2 separate regions of the Mus musculus genome follow, and region 2 is linked to region 1. The links are chromatin contacts, called in public Hi-C maps. All regions are on one chromosome and are shown on one strand. The core of a region is the stretch at or near the end of the contact, and the rest is flanking DNA. Distances in the headings are between cores, read along the strand shown. Region 1 holds the start of Epb41l2 (erythrocyte membrane protein band 4.1 like 2). Region 2 has its middle 61 kb from the start of Tmem200a.

Region 1 (3,774 bases), core at 307-2,806:
GCTGCCTCTGTGGACCAGGTCTTAATTATTTCCCTGAAGGTCTTGGGTTGAAAGGCTTGGTCCCCAGTTAATGATACTGTGGGGAGGTGGGAACTTTTGCATGTGAGACCTAGTTGGAGGAGGTTAGGTCACTGGGTATATGTCAGTGGAAGGTATATTAGGACCTCAGTCTCTCAATTCTTGCTTCTCAGATTCCATGAGGTAGTTTGCTCAATGTGGTCCCTGCCGTGATACCTTGCCACCCATTCAAAGTAAAGGACTGGGTGACCAAGGACAGAAGCCTATGGCGCCATGAGGAAATCTCTTCAAAGTTATCTGTTTCAGGCATTTCCTCATAGCAACAGAAAAGCAACACCAATTATTCCAAGCCTTCTTTATGCTAGAAATGTATGTAATCAGGATTCCAGTATTCATTAAACAGCTTATCAAACTCTCCTTGTGTTCTTAGCGTCTGGGACTGAAGTCAACTAAGTCAACTCAAGTTCCTGACACACAACAAATGCTATTATAGCAATAATTTTATTATTTACAAGGATGATTCTAGCAAGTAATTTATTTCCCCAACTCTTTTCTTTTTGATGTAGGTACCCTTTTCATAGCGAGGAACCAGCTGATAAAACACCTGCATGTGTGCCATTACCTGGGAAGTATCCACACGCAAGGCATTGCTACTGATGGTTAATTTGATCTTGCTAATTTTACAATGTTTAGGAAGGAAATTGGCAGAGGTGAATCATTAAAGATTTTATTAGAGGTGGGAGGAAGCAAATGACTAGAAGAACACAGGGTGGGGTTGAAGATGCTGGAGGCAGTGGGCTGCCACTCTGACAGCTTGACATGCAATGCTCAGAAAAGATGAAATAAGTAGAAGAGATTGAGGTCTAATTGTACTAATGTGTAAAACTTACCACTATCTATCTATCTATCTATATCATTCATATATATAATATATACATATCACGTGTGTGTATTTTTTTATTTTAATTTTTTGTCACTGCCTTATCCCCATTATACTTTGCAAGCTAGGTTCTCAATTCTCTGCCGGGAGATATCCTGACTAGTAAGGCTGAGCATCAAAGCGCCTCTCCTCCACAGGGTTTACCCAATCTCTCCTGCCTCTCCCACAGGAAGAATAAATGGATTCTTTTCAAGCCTATCCTGTGAAAGCACTTCTTTCACTGCAGACTGAGGGGGGACCCGGCTTTCCTTATTCGGTTTCCTGGACCTGCTCTACCGTCTACCACGAAAAAGGCATCCAGTGAAGGTTTGGTTAGTGAAAGCACTCCGAAGAAAGAACTTTTCGAAGTTGAGAGGGCATTTAAGGCCAAGATACTCAGAAAGAACGCCTCGCACACGTGCACTGGCTGTCATTATCTCCAGGGTCGCTCCGAGGGCGAAACGCACCCCTGCGGCGGGGCACTGGGCCCGAGAGCCGCGCGAACCCCTCGGGAAGGCCCCCCTCCCACGCCAGCAGGCGCCGGGGGCGTGGCTTTGGCCGTGGGGCGTGGCCTGCCCGCGGGGGTTTCCGCGCCCGGGGCGTGCCGGGCGGGGGACGAGGGCGGGGCTTCCGCCAGGAGGGGGCGGGGCTTGCGCGGAGAGTTCTCTGACGGCCCCAGTCAGGGAATTTCAATTTGAAACCCAGAGGAGGGTGGAGGCGGCGGGTGCGGAGGGCCGGCGGCGTCCGAGGCTGGAACGGGACGCGTTCCCGGGGCGAGCAAGCTCGAGAGGGGCGGTGTCCGGGTAAGGAGGCGAGCGGGCTGCGGAGTGGCGGGCGGGGTCCTGACACGCTGCAGGCGGGAAGCGGACCCCGGCAGGAAGCCCGGACGGCCATCCCGGGCGGGGGAGGGGGCGGCCGCGGGCCCGTCTCTCTCCTTCCCGGGCGGGGACCGCGGCGGCGTCCCCGGGCTCTCGCGCCCCGGCCCTGCCGAGGCGTGCGGCTCCATCCTGGGTGCCGGGGGCTCGCCGCGCCCTCTCTCCCGAGGGTCGCCAGACGCGGGCCCGCGGCGCGCGTGGGCTCTGCGGGAGTCGGGGAGGGAGCGCGCCCCGCCAGCCACCCAGCCCCACGCGCGCCGCAGGTCGGGCCAACGCGGGCGACCCTCTGTCCCCGCCGCCCACTGTGCGGTCTGGAGCTGAGGACAGACACCCTCGCACGTTTTCTGCGGCGAGCCTTCCAGCTCGGACACCAGGCCATCCGCCCCCGATGGCTTCTTTTTCTCGGCGCTGGCAGCTGAGGGGTGGGAGCAGTTTAGGTGAGCTGCAGGTCAGGGGCTACGAGGAGGAAATAACCGAGTCGGTGGCGTTGAGGTTGGCATCTCGGGATCCCCCATCCTCAACCCCAGACGTCTGCGGTGGACGTTAGTCATTAAATGTCCCCAGACGCCAGCCTCAGGCGGGGCCAAGTTTTATTTATTTATTTGGGGTGAAGTTAGAAGAGCGCCCTCTTCCCCCGGTGTCTTATTTTGGGGAGTGGTCTCCGTGGAGCTTCCTTACAAAATGAGGAAGCCCTTCAGAAAATCTGTCACCTGAACAGCTGTCCCTGATTTTTAAGGTTCCTGGGAGAGTGGTAGGCACGGTGGCATCTAGGGGAGTTGTACTTACATTTCCTCCTTTGGGAATCAAGATTCTCTCTGTTTCTTGAACTTTGTTGCATGTGAAATGTGGGGTGTGCAGGGCAGTATGTTCTTGTTTCTGTGATTAGCTACAAAACAAAACAAAAACGGTCTCAGTTTTCTCCACTCATTTTTCTTCAGTCCTTCCTGTCTGTCTTTCTTCTTTTCTTTTCTTTTCTTCTCTCTCTCTCTCTCTCTCTCTCTCTCTTTCTTTCTTTCTTTCTTTCTTTCTTTCTTTCTTTCTTTCTTTCTTTCTTTCTTTCTTTCTGGGAGTTCATTATCTCTGTATTCTTCATTGCCTTATCACGCTGCATTAGCAACATTTTAGTCTACCCTGTCAGACATTCCCGTGGATTTGAGGAAAACTCGATCCGTTTCTTGGCTGTGGGAGATGAAGTTTAGAAGTTGCAGTGCTTGTACAGGTTTTCCTGTGCTATTCAGTTTGTTTGCAGGCTCCTGCTGTGAGAAATCTGGTTTGTCTTGCAGCCCCTGGTGGGCTGCCTTGCAATGTTATCCTGGATCTTGGTAGGCACCAGCAGCCCCCTCAGGTTGCTAGTTTGACATAACTTTGAGAGAGAGAAAGGCTATGTCACCTGTTAGGGCTAGGGCGATCATTTCAATAATTTGGTTTGAGAGCCACCATCAAACCTCAGAGGTCTTTGTACCCTTTGGAGAGCTGGAGGAGTTGAAGTAGTGGTGTGAAGTTTGCCCAGTTTAATCCTATTCTGTGTTCTCCACTTCTGAGGCAGAATTCCCATTGAAGTCAGCAGTGGTCTTGCTTGCAAACTGCCTATTGAGAACAAGAGGCTGCTCATTAACAGGAGAGGACGGTCCCCTCTCCTTTAAAACAATCCCCTGTAAGAAGGATCTAGTCCTAACAGTTCTTCACTCATTTACCTCTAGTAGAAGTAGGACACTGTGTGCAAGAAAAAAAAAAAGTGTGGCTGGATTGAGCCATCAGCTCTCTTGAAGTCTAATGAGAGGGAGACTGTTAAAAGGAATCCAAAGCTCAGCTGTTATTTAACGCCGTGCAATAGATTTTCAGTGATACGTTTCTGTGTAAGAAATGTAAGCTGCTGTGGGATGTTTTACGGTAACTGATTATGGATCTTTAAAATCCGAATTCTTAGGTCCAATTAGAAAGAAGCCCATTTGGAGCTTTCCA
Region 2 (3,803 bases), core at 105-2,604, 780 kb after region 1:
CAGGCAGAATGAACAGCATCTTCATATACAGATTTTTGCCAAATTGAAATGGCACTGTGCGGCGGGGAGGGGGATCAGGGAGCATTAAATTCAAAGGTCTGCCTTTCTAGTCTGAAAATAAGAGGGTTACCTAGTCATCTTCAAGGAAGGTATCGACCCCCTAAAGTATTTAAGGATTCACCTAATCACTCTAAACCACTATCCTTATGTTGAACAACATTTTCTGAATCTACATGTTGATATATTTTGAGGGTCTTTTTAATTTATTTATAAGGATTTATTTATTTATTACTATTGTTTCTATTTTTAATCATGCAAAATTAAAGTGGTCATAAAGATGTTCCAGGATGTTAAATGCCAGAGCACATTTATTAACTCACCCCCTGTGCTTCTCCTGTATACCCTCATAGATTCGTCCTTCATTTATTCATGCATTGATTAAATATTCATTGGGCCTAGGCTGTATCCAGTGCTTAACAGGCACACACGAAGGGGACGGGAACGTGTGCTTTTTTGCCCTTCCCCTTTCAGTCTGGATGGAAAACTAACTCTTAATGTGGCCCTTGGCACTTATTACAAAAGTCAAGATCTCCTTTAAATAATGTCACACTCTGTAAGATTGACTTTGTTGTCCTATTTTACTGATAGCAAAAAATGAAGTTGAGAGAGCTGAGATTCAGGAGCCTTGGCCAGATTTTCATTGCACAGGTGCTAAGCAACCATCCCCTAAACATGAAAGGAACATTCATCGAGCAAACTATGAGTGTGTCTGACGCTGTCTTTGTGTAGAAGTTCAGGAAGATCCAAATAAATAATATAGCTCCAGGAGATGCTTCTCATCATATTTCAAAAAAAAATTACATCTAATAAGAACATAGCACACAACAAAGAACACAGGTGGGCCAATAGAAGTGGGGTTCAGAGGCTAAAACTCAGACAGAGGGCTTAGGAAGCCTGGCTCTTGTGAGGCATGAGAGGAGAAAATCAACGCGATATTCTTTCACCTGCCCATGTTTCACAGTGCCTAGCACATGCTTGTAGAGACAATCATTTTAGCACGTTATTACATCGATGATGAGCAGGAGATATTATTTGATGTTTTGACATTTCATAACTGCTGTAAACTAGTTCTATCTTATGTCAATGGCTGTTCTCATGACTCCCACTGTTTGGCTTTTCATCTGTTATTTCATGAACATTTTTCTATTGTAGACTTCTAAATGTCAAACAACAACAATAACAACAACAACAACAACAACACAACAACAAATCAGTAGCTTGAGATTCAACACGCCATCTTCAGTTCACCAGCTAGTCGCGACCACACTGCCACCTAGTGGTTTGTAGCTGCGGCTTCCACAGTAAACAGTCTATTCAAACATATCAAGCTTACACATCTATTAACTGATTCTGGTTGGTTTATTTAGAACATACAGCTCATTTTACCATAGAGATGATATCGTGAATGACTATGAGGTTTCTAGTCTGCTTACACAATCCCATGATGGAATCCACACCTTCCATGTATTGTAATCCATTGTTGCAGGGGCAGGGGTGGGGGAAACTAAGACAGCAACCGTCACAAAAGAGACAGCTCATTTTACCCAGCTCAGACTCTGAAGAAACACAATACAGGTGGAAGAGCTCACTGGGATTAACAAATGATGTACGATGAGGGTCCAGAAAGCAGTAAGGAGCGGGCACTGTGGAGAAGGGCATCCATGGGGAGGGATGTGTGAATATGCATATATGACAAGACCATTCTTGGTGTGTGCAGAGAAAAGTGAGAATCCCTGTTTCCCAGGGAGCAAGGTGCAGAATGCAGAACTGACCTCAAGATACCTGGAGGTCAGGTGCCCAATTGCTTCCTATTAATTAGACTAGCTTGAATTTTCTATGAATGGGAAAAATACTTGTACACACATGACAATTAGCATAATTATTTCAAGATCTATGTTTGCTATTGAGTTTATTAAGAGCTCCTTGTTCTTCATGTCACTGCCTCATAGCTTATTCACCCATTCACGTGAAAATGAACGTCCTGGATGTTTCTATGGTTGGATGTTACAATAACAGGCTCAGGCTATTGTAAGTTCTCACTTATAACTTGTCTATGTGAAGATGTTCTCATTTAAGTTGGATAGTTACGTCGATTAGGGTAGCTGTACTGTATATCAGTCTATTGCCCTTTTAAAAGTCGATATACTGTCTTTCATCAGGGCAAGACCATTCTCTGTGTGTACAGTGTCACCAGTCAGTGTTGAATTTAGTCTCTCACAGTTTCCTCCAGCCCTTGCTATGGTCAGAGTTTTTCGTTATCCAAGTGGATGCATCCTGATATTATGTTGTGGTTTCTTAATACTTTAATGTTATTTATTGCCTTTACATGCACGAATTTGACATCTGTTTCCCATGTAATTTTTGAATATTGTAAAGTTGTTTTGAGCAACCCCTATTTGTCCTTAATTTAATTCCCATTGTCAGATATATCTTGATACTTTATTCTTTGTTATTTGTTATCTTTTCTTTCATTTACTGACTTCCTATAGATTGGTTAAATTTAGCACTATTCTATTTTGATACTTTCCCATAGCTTCTGGATATATATATACACGTTTTATTCATTTATTTTTCTCTGACTGTCAGATGGGGGCATTTGTGATCATCCATTTAAAGTCCACTGATTCTTTTCTTAGTCATTTCAAGTCTATAAATATTTTTGCCTCCCTTGCTAAGGCTTTATTTATTCATCCTTACACCCTTTAATTTCTTTCTCTGTCTTATTTCTCCAGCTGGTGCTTCAAGCACAATGCAAAAAGGAGTGGGAACGGTGGGCAGCCTTGTCTTGTTCCTGATTTCATTGGGATTGCTTCAAGTTTTTCCCCCATTTAGGATGGTGTTTGCCGTGGATTCCTCATTGATGATGATGATGACGATGACGATGACGATGATGATGGATACTGATGTATGTTCCCTCTAGTCCCACTTACTCTTTCTAGGACTTTTCATCATGAAGACATGTTGGATTTTTGTCAAAGGCTTTTTCTGCTCAGTTGGGATGATCATGTGATTTTTTTTACCTTTCAAACCACTTATGCAGTTTATAACATGTGTTAAATTGTGTATTTTGAACCACCCCTGTATCTCCTGGATAAAGCCAACTTGGTCATGGGGGATGATAATGTGTTTGATGTATGTCAGTATTTGGTTTGCAGGTATTTCACTGAGCATTTATGAATCTGTGTTCACCAGGAATTCTGGCCTGCAGCTGTCTCGTTATTCTTGTGTCTTTACCTGGCTTGAGCATTAGAATAATGCTGGCTTCATAGAATGAGTTTGGCAATGCCCTTTCTGTTTCTGTTTTTGAAATGTTTTAAGAAGGAAGAATTGGCTGTAGATTTCCTTTGAAAGTCTGATATAATTCTGTTATGAATCCATCTGGACCTGAACATTTTTAGTTAGAACTTTGTTACCATTTCAACTTCTTTGTGGGTCTATTTCTGCCATTGGCTTTTCTTAGTTTAATTTAGGTGATTTGATGGAATCTAGAAAATTCTCCATTTCTTTAGGTTTTCCAGCATAATAGAGTACAGCTTTTTAAAGTGTTCCCTTAAAATATTCTGATCTATCTCTCTCTCTCTCTCTCTCTCTCTCTCTCTCTCTCTCTCTCTCTCTCTCTCTCTCCATCTTGCTAATTTCTCAAAGAGCCAGCTCTTAGACTCATTGATCTTTGTATTAACTAACCACTGCTCTAGACTTAATTTAGATCCTACTATTGAGGCAAACTCTTCTAGGTCCATGCA

The links. Hi-C and Micro-C count contacts between places; a contact is called where the count stands out from the background.
Region 2: a Hi-C map of the N1E-115 cell line shows a contact between it and region 1, with 4 times the contacts expected there. The contact joins the enhancer-like site here to the promoter of Epb41l2 in region 1. A contact is called at or near these places in 4 of 39 promoter capture datasets (cranial neural crest, hippocampal neurons and liver) and 1 of 484 Hi-C or Micro-C datasets (the N1E-115 cell line).

Annotation. Positions count from the first base shown.
Region 1 is chr10:25,358,242-25,362,015 of GRCm38.p6, forward strand. It overlaps Epb41l2 (erythrocyte membrane protein band 4.1 like 2), which reads left to right and starts at 1,557. Exons shown (of 20, transcript NM_001199265.1): 1 at 1,557-1,740.
Region 2 is chr10:26,138,292-26,142,094 of GRCm38.p6, forward strand. No RefSeq gene overlaps it. Among named protein-coding and RNA genes, the nearest start is that of Tmem200a, 61 kb to the left of the region's middle. Within about 2 kb of position 1,355, at least 6 of the 459 cell types and tissues checked have an H3K27ac peak or open chromatin away from gene starts, as enhancers often do. A contact at or near this core is called in the N1E-115 cell line, where this site is marked.